Linked DNA regions of Mus musculus: region 1 is linked to region 2. Evidence: chromatin contacts called from public Hi-C data. All regions are on one chromosome and are shown on one strand. The core of a region is the stretch at or near the end of the contact, and the rest is flanking DNA. Distances in the headings are between cores, read along the strand shown.

Region 1 (5,845 bases), core at 725-3,224, 610 kb before region 2:
GGTGATGGTGATAGTGGTATGGTGGTGGTGGAGGTGGGGGTGATGGTGGTAGTGGTATGGTGGTGGTGGTAGTGATGGTGGTGGCAGTGGTGATGGTGGTGGCAGTGGTGATGGTGGTGGCAGTGGTGATGGTGGTGGCAGTGGTGATGGTGGTGGCAGTGGTGATGGTGGTGGTGATTCTTTCTAACTTCTGGTTCCTTTCCTCTGGCCTTGCTGCTTCTGGGCCTGCTGTGTGGATGGGATGCAGAGAGAGGTGGAAATCATGGTTAGAAGCCATGGATGGCAGCTGCTCAGAGCTGGGGATGAGCTGCTAGCTGCATGGTTGGAAGTCTCCACTGTGCCTTTTCATTCAACTCCTCAGGCTGCTGCTGCCTCCCTCCAGAGAGCCTGTAATGTAACTCCCTGGCCAGTTCAAGGAAGGCCTGCAAAAGCAAGCTCCTGTCCTGGTGGTGGCTCCTGGGCTCAGGATCAGCAGGAGTCTGTAGCAGGCAGGGCACCTCCTCCTCATCTCCACACCCCTCTTCCCTCTCACTGGGAGGACACAGGCCTGACTTATTGATTTTTGACCCTGGAAGCACTTAACTAATTTCTGATAGATTCTCCCCTGAAAGAAACTTTGGCAGCTGTGGTAGCCTCTAGTTTCCTGTTTTTAGAAATAGCAAAGGCAACATGAAAGGAAGGCACTTCTGAGATAAGGACTCACCTGACAAATCTCAGCCTCCCCTCTGCAGCCTGCTGCAGGGGTTCTGCAGGGGGCAACCTGCCCCCTGCCCCACAGGCTCAGGTGAGAGCACTGAATCCCTGAAGCCTAGAGTCTCCTCTGTACTGTCCCCTCTGCCTGCCTGCCTGCTCAGGCCTTCTGCACACACACACACACACACACACACACACACACACACACACAGACACACACAGAGAGAGAGAGAGAGAGAGAGAGAGGGAGAGAGAGAGAGCAAGAGAGAAACAAAGAGAAAGGTGGCTACATATATGCATAGACCAATCTATTATATTATATGATTTATATATATATATACACACACACACATACACACATATATACTTTTATGCACACAAATTATTTTCATGTATAATTTACACATACATATTTAGGTATATGTACACTCAGAGAAAGAGAGAGCAAGAGAGAAACAAAGAGAGAGGTGGCCACATATATACATAGACCAAACTATATATTATATGTTTATATATATATGTATATATATACATATATATATATACACACGTATATGTGTACACACACACACATATATATGTGCATGTGTGTGTATATATATACATATATGTGTATACACACATATGTGTATGTATATATATATATACATATATATGTATATATATATGTACATTTTAATCTTTTTTCCAGTGATTGGTGTGGACTTTTGCTATGGACTGTGCTTAGCTCTTCCCTTATGCAAACTCATGAAGTAGGAATTATATTCTATAGATGAAGAATCTGAAGCTAGGAGACACCAGCTAGCCGTCCATGGTGACATGGCTAGTATATAGCAGAGCAGGAACTGAACTCAGTAGTACCTCTCCTTACAGACTGTTCCTTATTCTGCTATTGGCTAGTCTTTCCCAGCAACTGTGCCGTTGGTATGAAACCCTCAGTCCGCCAGACCACCAGCGTACCCTGGCTCCGGTCCCTTTCGAGATAAGCCAATGTGGCTACACTCTTGTTCTTTTCCCAGACTTGGCCCATTTCTCTCCCCTTCATAATTTCTAATGTTATCAAAACAAACAGCCATGGTTCCTGGTTGCATGGGGCTTAATTTGCCTTATTATATAGATGGCACATATTCCTTAAGAATCCATCAAGTTTAATGTAGTGCAGGCCGAGACCGTGTCTGAGGAAGGGCCAGGGTTCATCCACAGTTCACATGGTAGAAGTGAATGAGTCACTCCTTAGTGGCACAGCCAGGGCTGGATCACCCTGCGGCTTCCTTCCTTAAATGGACAGAGATTCCAACTGCTGCGTGAATAACAAAGACCTTAATGTCCCACTGGCCAGTGGAGAACAGGCCAGCAAGCAAAGGGCCCAGAGCAGCTGTTTTTTTCCAGTGTGCTGAAGGCTGCAATCTTAACCCTGCTCAGCTGTCATGGTGAGACCTCGTGGGGTCCAGCTGAGAGGGCAGAGATGGCCCAGGGCCATGGGTTCCACCCCTGGAAAAAGCACTATTAGACTCTGTCCCATGGGCAGGAGTCCTTCAGTGTGTTCCACAGCCAGCTCCCTGCCCGGAGAAACATTGCTCTCTGAAGGAAGAGTTGACAGGTTCATTCCAGGGCGTGGCAGTGTTTCAGAATTCAAAGGAAGACAAACCTTGTCTTTAACCTGATGCCATTAAGGTCTTCTCCACTCTCCACCTTCCTGTTCCCGGCTTTTCATTCTTGGCCCTCTAGTCTGCCTTTCTGAACCTGTCTAAATATTAGATAGATAGAATTGTTAAAGGGTCGTTACGCAGCGCCCCCCTCCTTTGTTAATTAGAGATGCAAAAGGTCACTCTTCTAGGAACTTTTACTTTCCTGCACAAAGTGCAAATCTATTAGAAAAAAAAAAAAGAGTACTGTAAGATTCCACATGAATTGCGATCACTAGGGAAAGTGTACTGTTTTCCTCGTGAACAGAGTAATGATTCAACAACACAGCTAAAAGAACCTTGAACGTGAGCTTGGGACCAGAATAGCGTAGAGGTTAAGAACACGAGGTATGGAAATCAGGCTATGGGGCTCTGCTTCCTGCTTCCTGCTTCCTGCTTCCTTAGGGCACTCGGGGTAAGCCCCTGATTCGAGATCTCATCCTCAGGTTTCTCAGCGGAGAATCAGGAACAGACTTCTCTGGGCTAGTGTTAAAACTAACGAGGTCACATGGAATGGCCCACAGCTAGCAAGAGCTTACAAAATGAAAACTCCACTTCTCTCCTTGTTTTTTTCTTCCCCCTCCCCTTAAGGAATCCATATTTTTACACTTCGGGGACAAACATCACTCAGTAGACTTTGGCGGGTCGTTGAAGTCACAAGCAGGCTACCCAAAAGAATTCGCTCCGACCCAAGGCCTTTCTATGTTACGGGCCGACTGTGTGATGGCTGCTGGCGCCTCTGGTTCCCAGCCAGGCTGCGGAGGCGTGAGGGCCCCTTTCATGCTTATGAGTGACTGGGGCTGGTGAGCTCCTTTGTTGAGCTTCTTTGTCCATATGCAAGGGAATGGGGTCAGTGTCCCTTCCCTACAAACACTGTGCCCGCATGGCCACCCTGTAGAGAGCCTGCTTTGTTGCTGCTGCTGGTGTTTTATCTAAACTTTCTTTAAACTGACCTCCTTTCTCCGCATCGTATGTGACAATAATTGGCCCCCTATCAAATGTTTCTGAAGGGAGCCCCAATGGCCTTGGTCAAATGCCAAATAAACAGTGCCCCCCCTCCAGGGACCCTCTTTCGACAGAGCCTGGGGGCACTGAACACTATGGTATCAGCAAGATGGAAGGAATCTTGGGGTTCCTCCCTGCTGAAGAGAGGCAGCACAGTGCCCGGCCATATCTGAGCTTTGTCTCCCCTGTGAGGCATCCCTGTCCTCTGGCTTGGCAACTGGTCCAGAATCCACAAACATGTTGACTTATGCTAAGTCCCCTTGGCTCTCCCATCCCCTGCTTTTGCCCGATGCCCAGGCTATGCCATGGAATTAAATGTGGCCCCACGAAGCTCTTGTGGCTTGAACCTAGTGAGCATGCCCTGCCTGGCCCCAGGCTGCTTGGGTTTTAGGACTAAAACTGCCCAGTGTACTCAGTTATTTCTTGACACTAATTTTGTCGTGTTAAACGGCCTTGAAAGTGAGGGCAGGGTGCACTGTAACCTCATCCTGTGAATGAATTGGACACAAACAGGACTGGAAGAAGACATCAACCACCAGGGCAGGTTGATAGTCATGGTGGCACTGTAGTTTATTTTATTGTATAATTTTATTGCTTAGGTAGTGTTTGTGTTTTATTTTCATAGAAAAGTGATAACAATGTGTTTTGCAGATTACCAAAAACAATTGATCACAGAGTATATGGTTCTTTCTTCATCAATGAGCTAAGTGCTGTCTCTCGATGCCTCCTCACCCCACCCCACCCCCCACACCGCCTTTTTCAGGTACAAATCATTATTTGCTTTGTATGAGCTGGTGAGCGCTATTTACAAGTCTATTTTAAACTAACAAGCTTACTTTGGAAGGTTAGGGTAGATTTAGAGGGAATTACAGGATTTGAGTTGGGCAATGTCTTGGATGCAGCGCCTGCTTTGATGGACAAGAGAAGAAATGACTCAGTGGGTCTCTGGCTGAGAGGAAGCAGAAGGGCACTACTTTAGATTTTCAATGCGTTCAAGTAATTGCTCTTTTCCTAGTCAGTTAGAAAGTCAGTATCCCACCCCCGGGGAAGGCTAAGCCTGACCCTTCCTCTCCTACTTCTTCTCCAAGACTGTAAGGCTTGGTAGAATAGTGCCGTAATTAGGAGCATATGGGCTTACATTTCACCTGTGTCTAAGGACAGCAAGGCTTCCTATCTATCTGACCCAAGGTAGCTGGGTGCCAGTAGACAGTGGAGGGAACCGCCACAGGACCTGCACTGACTCCAGCAGGAGGCAGAGGGCGCTGTACATGGCTCTCCATTACTTTGTTTCCACGTCCCATGTCAGGAGGGTCCCCATTCTTTTTCCTCCATTGCTTCCTACTCTGTGCATGAGTGATGGACTTACTGATCCAGTGTTTCAACGAGTGTGTTCTTTCTTTTTCCCTTGTGTCCCAGAAAGATGCGAGTGAGCCAGTGCCGGCCTAGAGCCCGTGTGCAGACTGCGGCTGCTGAGGGCTGGCACTGCCTGCTGGCCCGTGAGCTGCAGCATAGGAGCAGGGGCGTGCCAAGTCTCAACAGAACAGACGAAGCTTGATGGACGCTGGCTCGGTGCAGGCAGGGTGACAGTCCTCCATTTTGGAGAGGGTGAGGAGATGTTGGGAGACCAAGGGCCAGGCCTACACAGAACACCGCTGCCCCCCCCCTCTACCCCCAACCTGTTTGGATTTGGTGTTGAGTATTTGGATTTAGGAGGCTAGTGGGGGACAAAGAGTAAAGAGATTTTCAAATACCCTAGAGCTAACTTAGGGAATGGCTGGAGATGCGCTCTGAGGATGTGGAAGGAGGAAGCCTGTGGTGTTTACACAGGCAATAAACCAACACGTGGAAAACATTAGCTGCCACGGTTACTGTTGTTCCACACAAATAGTTCTGGGTGCAGAGTCAGCAGTATTGTTTGGGGTCCAGTGTTGAAAAGAACCAAAACGGGGCCAATGAGGTGGTTCGATTGCTAAAGACACCTGCTGCCAAGCCTGATAATCTGACTTCGATCCCTGGGACCCACATGGTTGGAAAAGAGAATCCGAAAGTTATCCTCTGAGTTTTGCACAGGTGCCTGGCGGCTTGCATGCCCACACATGAGCAAATACACCGAAATGCATGAGTAAGTTAGCAAATAAATAAATAAATGTATTAACAAAGAGATGAAACCTTGTCACTAAAGAGAACACTCAGGATCTGGGGCTGGGAAAAGAGGCCAATGGAAAATTCTCAGATAAGCAGTTTTGCTGCTATGACAGGAGTCTCTGACAAAGGTGTTTAAAAAAAATCTATGAGCAAAGTTAGTTACTAAGCAAAACTTTTATTAAAAGTAGTTTTGGGCTGGAGAGATGGCTCAGAGGTTAAGAGCACTGAGTGCTCTTCTGGAGGTCCTGAGTTCAAATCCCAGCAACCATATTGTGGCTCACAACCACCTGTAATGAGGTCTGATGTCCTTTTCTGGT
Region 2 (6,351 bases), core at 296-2,795:
ACAGTTTTGAAAGAATCAGGGCAAACTTTAACAGAGTCAGTTTTTATTTGAAAAATATTTTCTGGGAATGTATCAGTGTTTATTTTTGAGACTGACAATTCGGGTGAAAATCAGGATAAAAACAAAAAAACAACAATTTGGTTGAAATCAAATTGTTTGTTTTCATCTATTTAGAATTCTTTCCAAAAAATCCTGGTTCAGGAGGAGGCTTTGTAAATTATTTTATTTAGTCTATTTTCTGTTCCATTCATAAGACACCATCTGTCTTGCAGGTAGTTAACTGTGTGTGGGCCCTGAAGTCAGCTAGGCAAAGCCCCTGGGCTCTAGAAAGGACAAGATAAGAGTGACCATCTCTAGATCCCCACTTTGTCTCTCCACTCCCCACCAGCCAGTGGGTCTGGGCTACCCTCACTTGAGCTGCCCATCTCCAGACTCAATCCTGTGTGTGCTTCTACTCACAAGCAGGCCTCTCCACCCCTCCCTAGGATTTGCCTCTCATGCTTATTTTCAACTCTATTCAATGAGTCCTTGGATGTAATGAGATAATGTCGATGATCTTGAATATAATCACATATGGCTGCTCGATCCTTGCACAACTTTAAATCAAATTAGAAAGTACATTCTCTGCCAAGAATGCTTAAAAGTCATAGGGCCAACTGATTAACCACTGACACGGCAGCTTCCGACTCTGTTTTCTAAACTGTGAGTGATTCATAAGAAGGGACTCAAAGGGAATCCCTCCCCAGACTGAATGCTGAGGACTGAACAGGCAGGCTGCTCAGGGTGACAGCTATTGCAGGATGCCAGGCAGCTGAAACCAGAGTCATTACCCAGTAAGTAACTCAAGCCCATCTTGATGGAAGAAACAGCCCTCCCACTGGACAGAGCGTTTCTGTTCTCTTCCCTCTCCTAGACCCATCCTCCCCAGGAACAGAATCCACAATTTCCTCGCCAGCTGGCCCCACCCTTCCTGGCCAGATGTTACTCTTTGGGTTTAGGCTTCTGACCCCAACTCTGCTCCAAGCTTTGCCCAGTCAAGCCTTGCCCCTGGGCCCCATGGTCCTTACCCACAAGCCACCTCCACACTACCACTATGGCATCTCTGGCAAGTCAGGCAAGGAGAGAGAACAGGGATCTAGTCCAGCTCTCATATCAGAGTCAGGCTGAGAGGGCTACCGCCAGGGTAAGACCAAGACAGCACGGTCATGTCCACATCCTTCCAGTGTAAGTGAAGAAGTTAGGAAAGCCACCATTTTTAGTCAATCCTGAGGAAGGAGCATACTATAAACCAGCTGGAGGATTACCCTGCACCCTGCATAGTCACTTTCCTACCACATGGCAGCTGTGTAAGCTCTCCAGCCCAAAGTGGCATTGGTACATAGTCACTTACAACCAGGACAGGTTCCCTTCATGGGCAAGAGACTGTGTGTGACTCAAATCTAAACAGAAGCCATTTAGAATAATCAAGGCTTAGAAACAAGGCATTTCCTGTTGGAGGCCACCATTCTTTCTCTGAGCAGGCCAGGGCTTAGGAAATAGAGCCAATCTGAAGGACGTGACTAAGCTCCCAAGCAGCTGTCTGGGTCAGAAAATACCCACTCTCTTTTGCGTTCTGAGCAGACAGAGATTTTCAGAGTTTGACATGCAAAATTAAGCTATTATGCTTAATTCATCCAGGCAGAGAAAATGGAGGCCTTCAGCCACACCACTGCCACACTGGACACAAAGGCATCTATAAGCCTCAGATGCCCAGAAGTCCAGGTGGAGACAGGTCAGAGCACAGCCTTTCCCTCCATAGCGCTGAGGAGCCTCTTCCCCAACCAGATACATACAGTCAGTCAAACTTTGACTTGCTTACTTCAAGGATTCCACATTTAAAAATCAGTTTACAATTCAGGTTTATTTTGGGCAAAAAAATGATTCACATTAGTCCCAGGCCACCAAGTGCCAGCACATGGAGACCAGTGTAACACTTGTGCCAGAGTGGACTGGGTTAGAGACTGTGCAAAGAGCTTGCAAAACCTCCAACTGCTCCCAGCATTTGCAACAGGGAGCCATTACCTCTGCCAAATTTCTTTCGCCGTGGTCATCTTAAAATAACACGCAGGGTAGAATTTCAATATAAAAAAGCCCCATCAGAGATGCTCCAGACAGCAAGGGGTAGACAAGTCATTTGTGTTGCCACTGGCAAAGGAAGACCTTTTTCCTGCAATATTCTTTTAAGTGCAGTGAATTTGGAAATTCTCAAGCTTTTAAAACTCAGGAAAAGGCTTCTAAAAATACGTGTTCCATGTTAAGATCTGTGTGTGCCATAAAAAAAGGGTGGTGATTAGTCCAAAGGCAAAGCTCACCATGCCATAGATCCCAGTCCATCATATGTCACAATAGCCTAGTTACCAAAGGTGGCTCTGGTGACTTTGGACTTTGATGAACCAAATCTCCCTTGGACCTGCCCACAGACCTGGGTTATGACCAAAATCCAGTTCCTCCTCTAGGAGATGGACTCTGCACTGAGCCCTGAGCACAGTAGAGATGGTGGTGTCACTGCTGGCTCCATGGGAACTTCTCAGGAAGGGGAGAGAGTGACCTCAAGTATGGGGCACTTCAGGCTACCAAGTTCCTAAGATCCCACTGAGCAAACCACTACCCTAACATGCCCAGTTCTCTTAATTCTCATGCAGCAGATGAGGACAGAAGCTCAGGAGAGCCATGGATGCCTTGGCCAAGGTTTTCAAACGGAGTTGTTTCTGGCTACAATTCCAAACTAAGAGGTTCTTTCTGTCTTTACAAATTACCCCAATAGCGTATAAATGGAGGTGCCTGGGTTCTGCTTCCAGACATGCCTGGAGTGTCGGGAGCCACCACAACTGGGTGTTTTACACACATTCCAGATAGTGGTCAGTGTATTGTCAGACCCTGCTGACCTGTGCCCTCTAGCCCTCCAGTGCATACTTCTACCATTGTGTGAGCCCTCTGCCCAGTGTCCAGTTTGGATCTTTCACAACTGTGAACTTGAAGCAATTTACAGGACTGAATAGGCAGAGTTCAAGGCAGGTCAAGATTGTCAGCTCAAGGTCCTTTCGAATGGAGAATAAGAAATGGTCTTTTTTCCTTTCACTTCCAGAGGCTTCCCCACTAACCACTGCAAGCACCCGTATACATCCTTATCTTCACAGATTGCTTAATGGGGCAAAACCCCCAGAGCCTCTCTGATGTGAGGAGAAGTTGCTGAGAAGAACAGTAGTTTGTGCCACCCGTCCAACTTACCTGGGCTCTTTTCCGCCATTATCTAACCTGAATGGGGACAGCTTGGGCTCTGGAGTCAGACTTAGGTTCCATTTGCTGTGCCCCTATTTGCTAGCTGAATATGCTTGTTTGAGCCTCAGTTTCCCTATCTGCAAAATGGAGACAATAATATCAGCCTTGCTGGCTTGCTTAACTGGACAGAGTGAGCACATATTTTAGATAGATACTTATTTGGGCTAAGTCATCTGATTACTCTCATGAGACCTTCCCATCTTCGAGCACCCCTTTCTTCTACTGTTAAAGTCCTTCAGTCCTCAGTAGTAGTTCACAGCTGCCTCCTCCACATGTTGGGCCTGAGCACTGCTCTTCCTCTTTCCCGCTAGTCTTCCCCACCAGTGTTCCTGCATGGTGTGGCTGCCTCTGGTATGCCTGGGTTGATCCATGTGCCTGAGTCTGATGCTTGGCATAACTCTCCCAGCTTATGACCTGACCTATGTGATTCTTAGGGATTTGGGCCTGTGACACTGCAGCCTAGAAAGGGGGAAGGAGAGAATCTGTGTTGCCATGCAGCCCTGGGCCCCCTTGAGCTATAGTGGGCTTTTCGTGCTCCCACACGGCCCACGGCTGCCCTCAGCCTGGCCCACAGAGGTCCCTGTGTGTGTTCCCACCCTACCTGCGCTCGCAGCCGGGCCACTTCCTCAGACAGGTTCCCACCCTACCTGCGCTCGCAGCCGGGCCACTTCCTCAGACAGGTTCTGTCGCTCCAGGAGAAGCTGATTCTGCTTGTTAAGCAACTGCACCAGCTGCTGCGCTGTAGCCTGGCCGTGCTTATCCAGCTGCCTGAGTCTGCAGAAAAGGAATCTGAGATGAGTTCTGAGAGCTGGTTGCTTCGGAGAGCAGAGAGGACAGTGACAGGTGTTAGCTCCATCGGTTATATGTGTTGACGTTCCAATGCTATGACAAAATACTTGGGGAAGAAATGGCTTACTTTGGCTTATGTGTTCATGAGTTTCTGCCCGTGACTGGCTAACTACATTGAGCCCCTGACTCCTTAGCTGTAGCACTTTGCTTGGGTCTGTGGCAAGGCCGTGTTCCTTGTTTAGGCATTTGTGGTAAAGAAAGTCCTCACAGCAAGGAGGATAGGATATGGAGAGAGGAAGCCAATGTCTCAGGACTAAATTCAAGATCAAACCCCTAATAACCCAACTTCCTCCTACTAGGCTCCTCTTAAAGTTCCAGCACCTTCACGTAGCACTGGGGACTGGGAACAAAGCCTTCAAACAGGAACCACTGTGGGACAGTGAAGCTGGAAGCTCCTGAGAGAGTACCAAGGTGCAATAGGTTAGCCATAGCTCTGGGGCCACTGACCAGCACGTATTAAGCTGGATACCTTCCAGCACATGACAGGGGAGGCATCAGCCCCTCAACACACTTCTGACTAGAAAACACTCCAGACAGTTGAGTACAGAAGACTGGAGCCTCAGACTCACAAGAGAGAAAAAATAAGGGGCCTAAATCCTCCACTGTCCACAGGGAAGCGGCTGCGACTGGGCAGATTGCAGCCCTAGATGTGGATGGCTGAGGCTCCAGAAACACTGAACTAAGGGCTTTCCATTATTAATCCCTGTCAGTCACAGGCTGCGGCCTGCTGACCAGATGTCTTCAAAGATCCTAAATTTGTCCCTCTGCTGATAGGCCTTCCTCCCCAGACTTGCTAATTCCCTCCAGCCATTATCCTCATCTGTCCACAGACAGCCCGTGCAGTCACTAGCACATGTGCCTATGGAAGGGAGCTTTGGGTTAAATTTAGAGGGTAGCTGCCACCCAGCTCTTCTCTGGGAGGAGAGGTGCAGTCTTCCTCTGCCTCAGGTCAGGAGCAGCACTGCAGGGCAAGCCCTAGCCACAGGAGAGGGTGTCATGAGCTCCATGATCATTTCAAATGCTCCCACACCTGCTGGTGCCTGCATGCAGCTGCTGACCTGAGGCCTCCTCATTTCAGGCTCTCCTCAGGTCGTGAGTGCTTCTGGTGGGCTCCATCCAGCACAGGCAGCCCCCACACACTGACTGAAGCATGGCATACCCTGTTCCCCAAACCCGGCTTCCTTTCTTTGCATACACTTGACTTGGCCGGAGTTATCTCTTCAGAGTCCCAGCACTGCCACCTCTTGCAAAGCAGGTGAGCTCCCTGCTCTCAGTCACACCACGCATGAGTGTGTCCTCCCCATGCCTCCATGGTCCTCTGATACGCTGCACAGTGGATACACTACACATTTCCTGCTGTGTCTGTAGCACAGGCTTCCTCTGCCCCAGGGGAAGGAAAACTCAAGTTTTCCTGGGGGAAGGCACAGCCAATGCAGCACTGGGATGCCAGCATGTCTGCACTCTGACACCTTGTCATAGGACAGGGTTTTCTCGGGGATCAGTCTCCCTGCTACAGAGGAGACAGACCTGCATGAAGCTGGTGTGGACCGTTGCCTAGGCAATCTGCTGACATATATATATGCACTCCCTCTCTTTGTAACCCCTGCTCTGATGGAGCACCAGTGTAGTTCCCACAGGGCTACTGACAGCTCTTTTGTTTTTCCCTGAGAAGCAATTAACTGGTCCATGTTCCAGTCAGGCAGGTAAGAAACACCATGGCTAGTATTGAGCTGTATAATCCCAAGGTAGCTTCCCTCGGATTAAGTCCTACTGAGGTACTGGCTTTTGGCTTCCTGCTGCTGCGAACAAGCGGGGCGGTGATGTTTATGAGCAATCTGTAAACGTGGGGTGGGGGTGGCAGGTCATGGGAGGCTTGGCTTCTTGCTGTAGCACCAAGCTGAGAGGAGTTAGACCCTGATTCCCGTCCCCACTGGAAGGAGACCCTCCTCTACCCAAGTCTCTCTCTCAGGCTCACTCTCTCGAGCCTTCGGCCCGCGCTCCACTGGTGCTGTAGCTACATACCACGCACCAGACTCGGTGACTGTCTCAAACCGTTGATCACTCTATGAAGCTGGTCTCAGGTATGATTTCCCTCCTTTTAAAAAGATATGCCCCCTACTGTACTAGGGACAGCTCTATACCGTCACTCCATATTCAGCAAGAAATACAAACATAGACCCAGTA

What was found. Hi-C and Micro-C count contacts between places; a contact is called where the count stands out from the background.
Region 1: a contact with region 2 is called in a Hi-C map of myocytes, with 2.1 times the contacts expected there. The contact joins two enhancer-like sites. A contact is called at or near these places in 1 of 484 Hi-C or Micro-C datasets (myocytes) and 3 of 115 datasets of contacts at active chromatin or transcription factors (embryonic stem cells, pancreatic cancer cells and stem cell-derived neural progenitor cells).

What each region holds. Positions count from the first base shown.
Region 1 is chr1:177,619,735-177,625,579 of GRCm38.p6, reverse strand. No RefSeq gene overlaps it. Among named protein-coding and RNA genes, the nearest start is that of 2310043L19Rik, 20 kb to the left of the region's middle. Within about 2 kb of position 1,974, at least 133 of the 459 cell types and tissues checked have an H3K27ac peak or open chromatin away from gene starts, as enhancers often do. A contact at or near this core is called in myocytes and pancreatic cancer cells, where this site is marked.
Region 2 is chr1:177,009,630-177,015,980 of GRCm38.p6, reverse strand. It overlaps Sdccag8 (serologically defined colon cancer antigen 8), which reads right to left. Exons shown (of 18, transcript NM_029756.3): 17 at 3,966-4,092. Among named protein-coding and RNA genes, the nearest start is that of Gm15423, 72 kb to the right of the region's middle. Within about 2 kb of position 1,545, at least 111 of the 459 cell types and tissues checked have an H3K27ac peak or open chromatin away from gene starts, as enhancers often do. A contact at or near this core is called in myocytes and pancreatic cancer cells, where this site is marked.